Regions from separate parts of the Danio rerio genome. Here region 2 is linked to region 1. The links are chromatin contacts, called in public Hi-C maps. All regions are on one chromosome and are shown on one strand. The core of a region is the stretch at or near the end of the contact, and the rest is flanking DNA. Distances in the headings are between cores, read along the strand shown.

Region 1 (5,327 bases), core at 1,109-3,608:
TGAATGAAGGACCCAATGAAGGAAGGAATAAAAATATGAACAAACGAATAAATGAAGGGAGGAACAAAGGACGGAACAACGAAGGAAGGAAGAAAGGAAGGAATGAACAAATAAACGAATGAATTAACAAAAGACCTAATGAATAATAATTAATAATTCCCTACATTTATATAGTGCTTTTTTCTGGGCACTCAAAGCGCTTTACACATAAAGAGGAATCTCCTGATCCACCACCAGTGCACACCATCCACCTGGATGACGCGACGGCAGCCATTTTGTGCCAGTTCACCACACACTAGCTGATTGGTGGAGAAAATAACAGAGTGATGAAGCCAGTTATGATATGGGGAGGGTTAGGAGGCCATGACGGACAGATTCCAGTGGGTGAAATTGGCCAGAATGCCGGGGTTAAACCCCTACTCTTTCCGAAGGACATCCAGAGATTTTTAACGACCACAGAGAGTCGGGACCTCGGTTTAACGTCTCGTCCAAAAGACGGTGCTCACTGAGCAGTATAAAGTCCCCATTACTATACAGGGCATTAGGACCCACACAGACCCCAGGTTGGGCGCCCCCTGCTGGCCTCACTAACACCACATCCGACAGCAACCTAGCTCACCCATCCAGGTACTGACTGGGCGCAGCCCTGCTTAGCTTCAGTGGGTGACCACTAATAACGGAAGCAAGAAAAATATAAACAAAAAAAAAAAAAAAACAAATTAATGAGCAAACAAATAAAGGGAGAAACGAACAAACAAATGAATAAAATAAGGACTGAACAAACTAATGAAGGAATGAACAAATGAATGAACAAAGGATCTAATGAAGGAAGGAACAAAAATATGACCTAATGAGCGAACGAATGAAGGAATGAACGAACAAACGAATGAATAAAGGAAGGACAGAACAAACAAACAAGGAAGGTTGGAAGGAAGATCACTAAGTGCACTACAGAAAGTAACGTTTACACATCCCTGCACAAACTGCATGCAATCGCATCAACTTTTTTTCACAGTTTAATACTCACTACTCTTGAGTACTTTTTACTCATATTTTGAGTATTATTTATAACAGATACTTTTACTCTACTCACACTGCAATTTTGGGCAAGTAATGGTACATTTACTTGAGTATGATTTTTCAGGTGAGGTAGTGGTGCAGTAGGTATCGCTGTCGCCTCACAGCAAGAAGGTCGCTGGGTCGAACCTCGGCTCAGTTGGCGTTTCTGTGTGGAGTTTGCATGTTCTCCCTGCCTTCGTGTGGGTTTCCTCCGGGTGCTCCGGTTTCCCTCACAGTCCAAAGACATGTGGTACAGTTGAATTGAGTAGACTAAATTGTCCGTAGTGTATGAGTGTGTGTGTGAATGTGTGTGGATGTTTCCCAGAGATGGGTTGTGGCTGGAAGGGCATCCGTTGCGTAAAAACTTGCTGGATAAGTTGGCGGTTCATTCTACTGTGGCGACGCCGGATCAATAAAGGGACAAAGCCGACAAGAAAATGAATGATTTTTCAATACTCTTTCCACCACTGATTATAATAAATATGAGTTTGTTTATTTATTAAATGCAGTATTTTAGTGTTTACTTAAGTAAGTATGTCAATGAAAACAAATAGTGAGTAATATTACAGTTAAATCTTAACAGCAGTGTTTAATTTAGCATGACTGTTTACTATAATTACATTTTTATTTTTAACGTTTACTATAACTACAATTTCAGATTTGGTTTCACAACAAATATTTACACAAAAGCCTTTGAATGATATAGTTTCTATTTGTTAACAGTATGCTTTATATAAATCTTAAAAAATTGTCAAAACGTTGACTTATGATCACACACAAGTCTCATATTATTGGTATGGACAATCAAGCTTTAGTAAAATGTCAAGCTATTTTTAGCTCTGATGTGATCTACCGTGTGACACGTGTGTCATCATATAGCCTGGCAAGAGTCATGTTTCCAAAAGTGTAAAGTGCTTTTTCACTGACCTAAATTTACATTATCTTTACATTAAAGCAGTCAACATATAAATCACACCTACACTGATGCACTTTATTTTGTACAACATATACTGAGAAATGTGAGAATAACAGCACATTATCACAAAAATGCATGAATAATCCTTTTAATGGCATAAATGTTCCATGATAGTGATGTACAAATTGTTTTCTGTGGTAGTTTGGTTGTAAATGTGAGTGTAATTCATATGCAGGTCTTTTCTTGTTATTATTTGCACTGTGAATCAGCAGGATGAGGTCTATGGGCCTGCTGATTGTGTTGTTTGGCTGTAAATGGGTGTGCACAGATGTGCCTTTTTATTGTACAATTTGACCCTTCCCACCCGTCCTATGTGTTTATTAACACGGGGCAAGTGCGCCATCTGAAGGTGACCACTGACAATTTAGAATTTATTTTCCTGCGTTATGCATTACACGGATCAACCTTTAAATGTTAGTTGATATAAAGAGGAATATAACCAAACTTCAATAATACATGTACAGCTTATTAAATGTACAGCAGACAAAATAGTGTGGAGTCCAAAACAAACCCATTCATGAAATAATCTTGCCAACAAAGAAAATGTGACATGGTGACATGTTCAAAACAGCCATCTCATCATCCATGGAGAGGGTGGGAGACCTGTCCCGCCGCGCTGGCTTTGATTGATAGCTCTGCAATTAAAAAAAGCAATTAACCTAGCATTAAAAAACGAGACGTAATTGTTTTTCATTATAAATCTGCATGTGTCATATCATATACTCCTTCAAATGCTCATTTTTAAGCACATTTTCTAAGTCTAAAGGGAAATACTGGCCTAATTCTGAATGCTGTGTTTGGGGCCCAACACAGCTGTCAAACATGGCGATCAATTTCCCAGTGATTCCCATGAGGTATTGCCTTTATTACAGCCTGGAGTATTTGTCGGTGTAATAAAGGCCGTGTCATTTCATGATTAAAAACTGGAGCATAAAAATATCCAGTGCAATTACAGACTTGCAGTCTTTTTCATTCTTTATATCAGGTGTCTCCACAATAAAATGCATACAATTCCAGCACAGCTTCTATTTGCATAGCCTATGAAACTGCTGTTGAAGCTTTCACATATTAGCCTATTAAATGCATTATATCTCATAGATGTAGTCACTCTTGTAAATGAAACAAAAATGAAAACGATGCTCAGTGAAGTACTGAAGAATCATCCAAACAGTTTCCCCCCTCATTTGCACATGCCCAACAGATGGAGCTATTTGCTAATCTCATCATACTTTGGCAGGTCACATAGTCTGGCCGCTAATATGAATATGGCACCAGTTAACCATATGACGGTCAATGTTGCCAAAGAACAGCACAACTCCATTGTTTCATAATTTATTCACTATTTTTGCTCAAAGGATGTTTTTATATAATAAAATCATTAAAAACTGAAATAATATTTGTTGTATATATATATATATATATATATATATATATATATATATATATATATATATATACACAACATTTTAGTTTCTTTTAAAAAGTAATTTAAAATATGAATTTTCAATATCATTTATTCTGTCTTCAGTGTCACTTGATCCCTCAGCAATCATTCTAATGGGCTGATATGCCACTGGAAAAATTACATTAAAGTATAATATTTTACTACAAAGATGCCTAAACTAGGGCCTGTGGGCCAAAGTTGGCCCGTGGTAACCTTTGATTTGGCCCACCATCCTATCTGAAAAGAAGGAGAATGATGGTGAAGGTTAGGACGAATGCCTTCAACATGGATTGTCATTGCTAATTTAACATAACATTTAATTGTTGAGCTACAAAAAAGCAAACTGAAATTAAATCTATTAAATCAACCTATTAATGATTGAATTAATTAAACATTGTGAAGGATTTAGATAAAAAATAAATAAATATTGTCACTCGATTGATATAGGACATTGCTGAAGGCTAGCTAATAATTAAAGCAAAGGCTCCATAGTGTTATAAATGGGATTGTTTATGATTTAATGATAAAAAATAATAATAAGATGTAAAAGAATACAGATAAATATAATGTTTCAAGTATTGTTTCGTTTTACTTTTACATATTAATAAATTAGGAAATAACCATGGCAACATTAATATAATACAGCTTTACCTTAAGCCCACCACCCTTAATAAAGTCCCTTGGTTTTTGGCCCTTCTCAAGAAAAGGTTTGGGCACCTCTGTTGTACTATGATAAACTGTTACATTATTATGTTATATTATAGTATAAAAGTATTATCAATGATTAAAACATTTGCTTAACATCTTTTGTGAAAACTTTCACATTTTATCATTTTATTCATTCATGAATAGAAGGACCTCCATTTATGTGAAATGGAATAAAGTACCTCTTTTGTACCTCTGTGAACCCCTTTACTGTCATTTAGTTTAATGCATCCTTGTTAAACAAAGGCATTGATTTATTTGTTAAAAATAAAAATAAAAACTTACAGATGCTTAACATTTGGCATTATAGGTTCAAATTCTTAATTGTAATTTTAATGGCCAACCCAAGCACAAAAGAAGCAAAAATACAGCAGAGGAAATCACTCCAACTGCAATGTTAAGTAATTGAATACATTTTGTGATGTTTTCAGTCAAAATGGCTGGAAAAAATGCAAAAAGTACTAATAGCAACAAGATTTGACGGTTTATTTATTTTTGCCAATAGGTGGCGATGTTGGCAAGTTAATGTGGTGTGGTCAGTTCGTGTGTCAAGTAAAACACATCTTGCGATTATATGTAAATAGCTCAAGATTGTTTCACAATACCAGATTAAAAGAAGATAATCTATGGAGGACGAAAATTGTAAAAATAACAAATCCCAGCATAAATAAATATAAATAATAGGCGGGTAAATAATAAAAATAATTGACACAAATGTTGGGGCAATAAGAAAATCCTAAACTGAAAACTGCCGCACTATTAATTATTTATATATTTATTTATGCAGGAATTTTGTAGATTTTATATATATATATAAAATTCATTTTAGCATTTATTTCTATATTTGCACATTTATTTATTTATTGTTTTTGCAGGTTTCGTTCTCCATAATAACCTTCCTTTAAAAAAACAGACAAAACCTGGATATTTTAATTTACTTCTGTGATGGGAAAGTAGAAACTTTATCATTAATCCTGTCCTCTGTCACATGTTCCTTCAGAAGTCATTCTAATGAAATGGCACTAGAGAAATATGTATTTTTATCACTGAGGAAACCAATTGCTTAACATCTTTTCTGGAAACTTATACATAATTTTATTAGCATTCACCATTCATTAATAAAAAATTAACATTTGTAAATAA
Region 2 (5,327 bases), core at 2,031-4,530, 62 kb before region 1:
TTATTAATAAATAATAATAATAATACAAATAAAAAAAAAAAAATAATAATAATACATATTCTTATTATTGATATTATAACAGTAAATTAAATTTGCTTAAATGGTTTAACAGAGATATTTTTTAGAAAACCTCATGAAAATAACTGCCAGCTAATCACCAGTGATTTAAAAATATTTGTATTTATAATAATAATAATAATAATAATAATAATAATAATAATAATAAATATTCTTATTATTAATATTATTACAAAATTAAATGAAATTTACTTAAATGATTTAAGAGAGATATTTTATTAGATAACCATATGAAAATATTTGCCTGCTAATGACCATAGATTTAATAACACTTGTATTTATTTTTATTAATAATAATAATCCTCATTAATATTATAACAGTAAAACTGGATTTGCTTTATTGGTTGAAACCAGATATTCGAGTTTTAATATAGAGAAACATTCATTTTGAAAAGCTTCTCTTTTGCTGACCACAGATGTTAAAACAATGAACATCTTTCCAAACAATAGGAATTTAGAAATCCCCATCAACGTAATGCAAATTTCATACCTCAGCCACTGTTATACTAATTAATTTAAAATAGATAATGATTAAAAAGTGGCCAACTGGTGAGTAGTAATGTTCAAAAAAACTAGGTACAGCACTCACCCCCTGCTGATCCAACTTCAGCAGTTGCTCTGGGACTTTAGGTGAGCTTATGGCCATTCTGAGACACTGAATGTTGACCTCAGGAACTACATACTCCAGCACCTCTTTAAGAGGGAGCCCACGGGACGTCCCGTGCTTCGCAGTGGAAGGGACTGCATCCTCCAGGATTGAGCCTCTCAAAGTAGTGAGCTGAAGATGGATAAAGTGAAGACAAGTTTAGATTCATGAAAAACAAAGTAAGAGTTCACAATGTTAGCTGAACTGAGCAAATGAATCCATTAAATGAAATACACGGCATGCTTGAATCCTATCACTGAACAGATGGATAAACCATTCTAGTCATCTTTCAAATGGCAAAGCACTCTCTAAGATGGTCCCTGCTTTAGCGCTGAATCCCGCGACATGCCCTGCCAACCTTTTCGATGAATAATTGAGTTCAACTAACTGTGGCGAATGCTGAAGTAACGCTTTGGCTTTTAGCAGGAGGGCCATTGTACGCTCAACCGCCAATTCAGCAAACTATCCAGTCACCCTTAGGAAAACCCCTGGCAAGCCACATTTGAAAGATCTCTTGCCATTTTGAAAGCCGCACTGGTCGGGACTGTTTTAGCATCGGTGGTGAGAATCATGTAGTACAGTAAGGTAATTCATATCACATATACGGAAAAATCAATAGCACACCGCAGATATCATCCATCATGAGCTGATTTTCAAAACAATCAATGCTATTATTGAGGCAGCTTTGATTTGTGTTCAGAGGAGATAACGTAAAAGCATTGGGAAATGCACTTAATGGAAACGCGGAAATCAATTATAAATTAATGAGTAGTCCACTCGTGAAACCACTTATTTATTTTACTGCACTCATGCAAAACAGATTGAGTGAATTCCCTTCCATTCATTTATATCCCTGACCTTAACTGGCTCTGGTCTACAGATGTCTGTTAAATGGTGTGTGTTTTATAGACATTGTCCTACCTCGCCGGTTCTGAAGATGACCCTGTAATTATACTGCGGTCCCTCCTTCCCCTCCTCCAGTTTCTCTCTCCGAATGCTGACAGCCACCGGCCCCAAGTTCTCATCAACACCAAAGTAGTTCTGGTGCTCTTTACAGAAAAGAATACATAATATTATGTATTAATACACTGTATTTTGGTCAAATAAATGTGTATCTTTAATAAAACGTACCTTTATTGAAAAAGAATTTGTGATAGTAGTAAGCGCCCATGTCGATGTGCTCAATGATGTAGCGTTTGATGCAATCCCGTGGTATGGCGTAGTTTTCACGAGAGGCATAATTCTCACGGGACATCTCCAAAACGGAAACCCCCGCATTGGTGCAGTGTGAGCTTAAAGTGGACTCAATAGAGTTATTGTCACCTACGTTGCTGTTGGGTGGTGCGCTGTTTGGTTTGGTGGCATTCAGCTTCCTTTCACCTTCCCCCCCAATTTCGTTCCGGAAGTATGGGCAACTCAACACCAAACCACTACTCTTTCCATCTCCCTCATCGGGATCAGTGCAAGCTTTTTGCCCAAGCTCCTCACAGTTGTCCAAAGGGGACTCGCAAAGAGGCAAGGGGTCAGGACCATCCAATGCCCCACTAATTTGGTGTTGCGATGCTGCAGAAGCCCCTGTGGTAATGTTCTTCCGACGTGCCAAGTTGGCACGATTAGTAACAGCCTCGCTAATGTTGAAAAGCACACTCTGGACATCATAGTGAGAAAAACATCTCTGGAAACTCAATGGACGACCATGTCTACTACAATCGTCCAGTTCGCTAAGTTGCCGCTGCTCACTTTTCATAGTCTTCAGCCTGCGGAAAATTGACGTCTCCCCCTTTTCGGATTTCTGCCGCTGTAGGAAGGACTTCTCCCTTTCTCGGCTGTAGAAAAGCGAACTGTCCACATAGTCTGAGTAGTTGGGAATGCAGAGAATGTCTCCCCGTGCAATCTGCGCAGCAGTCTGGAGACTTGGAGAAACTGTGGTCTCGTATCGACGAAACTCCGGAAAGCCATGCGGAGGTGGTGCGCTCGGTTGCTCTGAGTGTTCCGACTGGAATCCCTTCAGATTCCCAAAAAAAGCTTCATCGGGCAAACCCTGGCGATTGATTGAGGACGTGCTTCCGTATTCTCTATGCAAAGTTGCACCTGTATTAGGGTTGATTGCAGTCTGATCCATGTCCTCTGCCCCGATATCACTGATGGTGACATCACTGTTGCTTCTTTTCTGAAGGGCATGGTGAACTTTACCAGGCGAGTGGTTCAGAAGTTCACCAAGCCCATATTTGGCCTCCAGAAAGCTGGGATTTGGAGGTGAGCCTGGGCTTGGTTTGACCGCATCTTCTGGAGACTGAATGGGTTGTCCATTCTGAAAGGAAGTCATTAGGCTTTCGTATCTAGGTGGTGGGCAAATGCCATCCTTCTTCTGTGGCCATTCCGACACTCTTGCCCGTACACCCATCTTGGGCACAGCTGGTGTCCCTTGTGCATTTGCACCAGGAGGTCCCATATTCCCATTTAAAGCTTGAAGCTTTTTGGCAAATAGATCATCGGTCTGCATTTCTGCGGTGAGGCGCTTCTCAAGCTTCTATGGCCTCGTCTGTATCTCTGGTCCTAAAATGAGTGACATTCATACCTGATATTAAAGATGTTGCCTAGAAGACAAATTACAACTCCAGCATTTTATGGAATAGAGAAGGTGCTTAAAATTGTTGCTAGAAGTCTGTGAAAATGATGACTGACCCACGTTAGGGCGTTCAGACCTGAGGGTCTGTAATCCATAGGAGGAGAATGAGTCTCTTTATCTCCGTTTCACTGTCAAGGACAACTGCTCACTCCACGGGAGGGCAAGCAGGAGATACGGTCATTTCACAGGCATGTAGGCTTAACAAAGCCAGGTGGGATCTCTCTGATGCTCTGGAAGAGAACAAGAAAGAGAGAGAGAGAGAGAGGGAGATCATTAGAGAATCCATTTGGGAGGGAGAGATACCAATGTGACCTTGAAAGAATGCAAAGCACTCAAAATTCTCATCTGAACGAAGCATCAGCAAAAAGGCCAATTAATTTAATAAGGGTTTGCATGTCTATTCAGAAAGCTTATTTCTATTTCACCTGAACGCATGCCATTTCTGGATCGACTATAAAACAAATGTAGCACTTTTTTGACCTTCTAGTACAGACTAATTAGTGATAAGCATCTAAATGAAAAAGCAGTCTATGCACTCTGTTAAATGGCAGAACAGATCCAGACTACTTCCCCTTCAGTTGTAATGATGTTCAAAGTGGTTATTTCAAGAGGTGTTAAAACTTTGAAAAATGATTAAATAATGCAATTTTTGTTCCACTTGCATACTTTGCATTTGAAAAGTACTTGACAGATGGCCATCTTTTCATGCCCTTCTTTTACAAATTGCAAACAAGATGCAAGCTGGTGTTTATTTAATCACAATGAATGGTCTGAAAATGAAAACGAAAGTGACAAATTACTAAAATAAACCACCCTCTTGAACATCAGCACAATTTCATATTTAGGTTTTCCCATTTTATTCAATGATTCTCAAATCTTAAATGTAATCATTAAAAGTCTAATTAACCACAGATATAATAAAATTATATGATATGAGTGATATGAGCCTTTAAAAATGTGGAAAGAAACACTGCAATATTGTTTAATGTTAACATCAAGCTTGTAAAATGTGTCGGTTTCATACAGAAATTAATTAAATACTTTTTTTTTTTAGCTTTGACTTCAAGTTTATAATAATACCAACACATTTTAATATTGAATCAAGAACATTTAAGAGCTTAGAATTGTCCCTTAGTATAGGTATTATTTTGGGTCACCACCTGATATCCAAATTAACATCTGGGTCTTGTAGAGCCAAAAAAAAAAAAACTATTAGGATTTACTGGCTTTGAGCAACAAACCCACTGAGACTTCCTTTCACAGAAAGAGCTTTCAAATATAATTTCATTCCAAAATAAAGCATTATTAAGAGGGTAAAGGAGTATAAAATCACAATACTGACAGACGCCGCTATGGGTACACGCTGTGAAATTTACCAACCTAAAAATAATCCTTCAAAAAGCAAGCTGATTAAACTGGCATTTATTAATATTGTGTTTTGGACGCGCAGTCCTCTCTGTCTGTTACATACTGACCCCAATATCTTTAACCCTCCCTCTGAAATAAACACATCTTTGTGTCAGTGTCAACACCAGCTGTGCATATACCATGTTTAAGTAATGTCGTTTCATAAACTGCAATAACCATCCAGAGTCCGGAAATGCACTTGATTTAAAGCCGTTATATAATATCAACAAAAGTGACCTTACTTGCATACATATGTCCAATCCATGGGTCCATGTTATTTTTAATAAAACAATTGTTTGTTTTTGTAATCAAAACATAACAACCAATTCTTCCACTAAAATGACTTTCTTTTTCAGCAGACGTCTAGATAGAGCAAAGGGGGAGATCCCTGTTAAATATTCATCAAAAGACATGGCGCTGACATTTGAACAAAGCGACACATGTTCATCCCCAGAAGAGACACAGAGGTATTGTTGCTTTTAGAACATAAGCGTAATCAAAAATTGAAAGCGCAGAAGTTCCATGAACAAAGCAATAAATAAATAAATAAATAAATCCTGGCAGCAC

What was found. Hi-C and Micro-C count contacts between places; a contact is called where the count stands out from the background.
Region 2: a Hi-C map of an unstated tissue shows a contact between it and region 1, with 2.5 times the contacts expected there. The contact joins the promoter of sipa1l2 here to the enhancer-like site in region 1. A contact is called at or near these places in 6 of 18 Hi-C or Micro-C datasets (caudal fin, embryo and an unstated tissue) and 1 of 4 datasets of contacts at active chromatin or transcription factors (gastrula embryo).

What each region holds. Positions count from the first base shown.
Region 1 is chr11:33,569,877-33,575,203 of GRCz12tu, reverse strand. si:dkey-238i5.2 reads right to left here. Exons shown (of 19, transcript XR_012387222.1): 19 at 2,039-2,670. Among named protein-coding and RNA genes, the nearest start is that of si:dkey-238i5.2, 35 kb to the right of the region's middle. Within about 2 kb of position 2,358, at least 4 of the 62 cell types and tissues checked have an H3K27ac peak or open chromatin away from gene starts, as enhancers often do.
Region 2 is chr11:33,632,438-33,637,764 of GRCz12tu, reverse strand. sipa1l2 (signal-induced proliferation-associated 1 like 2) reads right to left here and starts at 3,280. Exons shown (of 20, transcript NM_001201559.1): 1 at 1,856-3,280; 2 at 1,646-1,773; 3 at 668-856. The coding sequence starts at 3,227.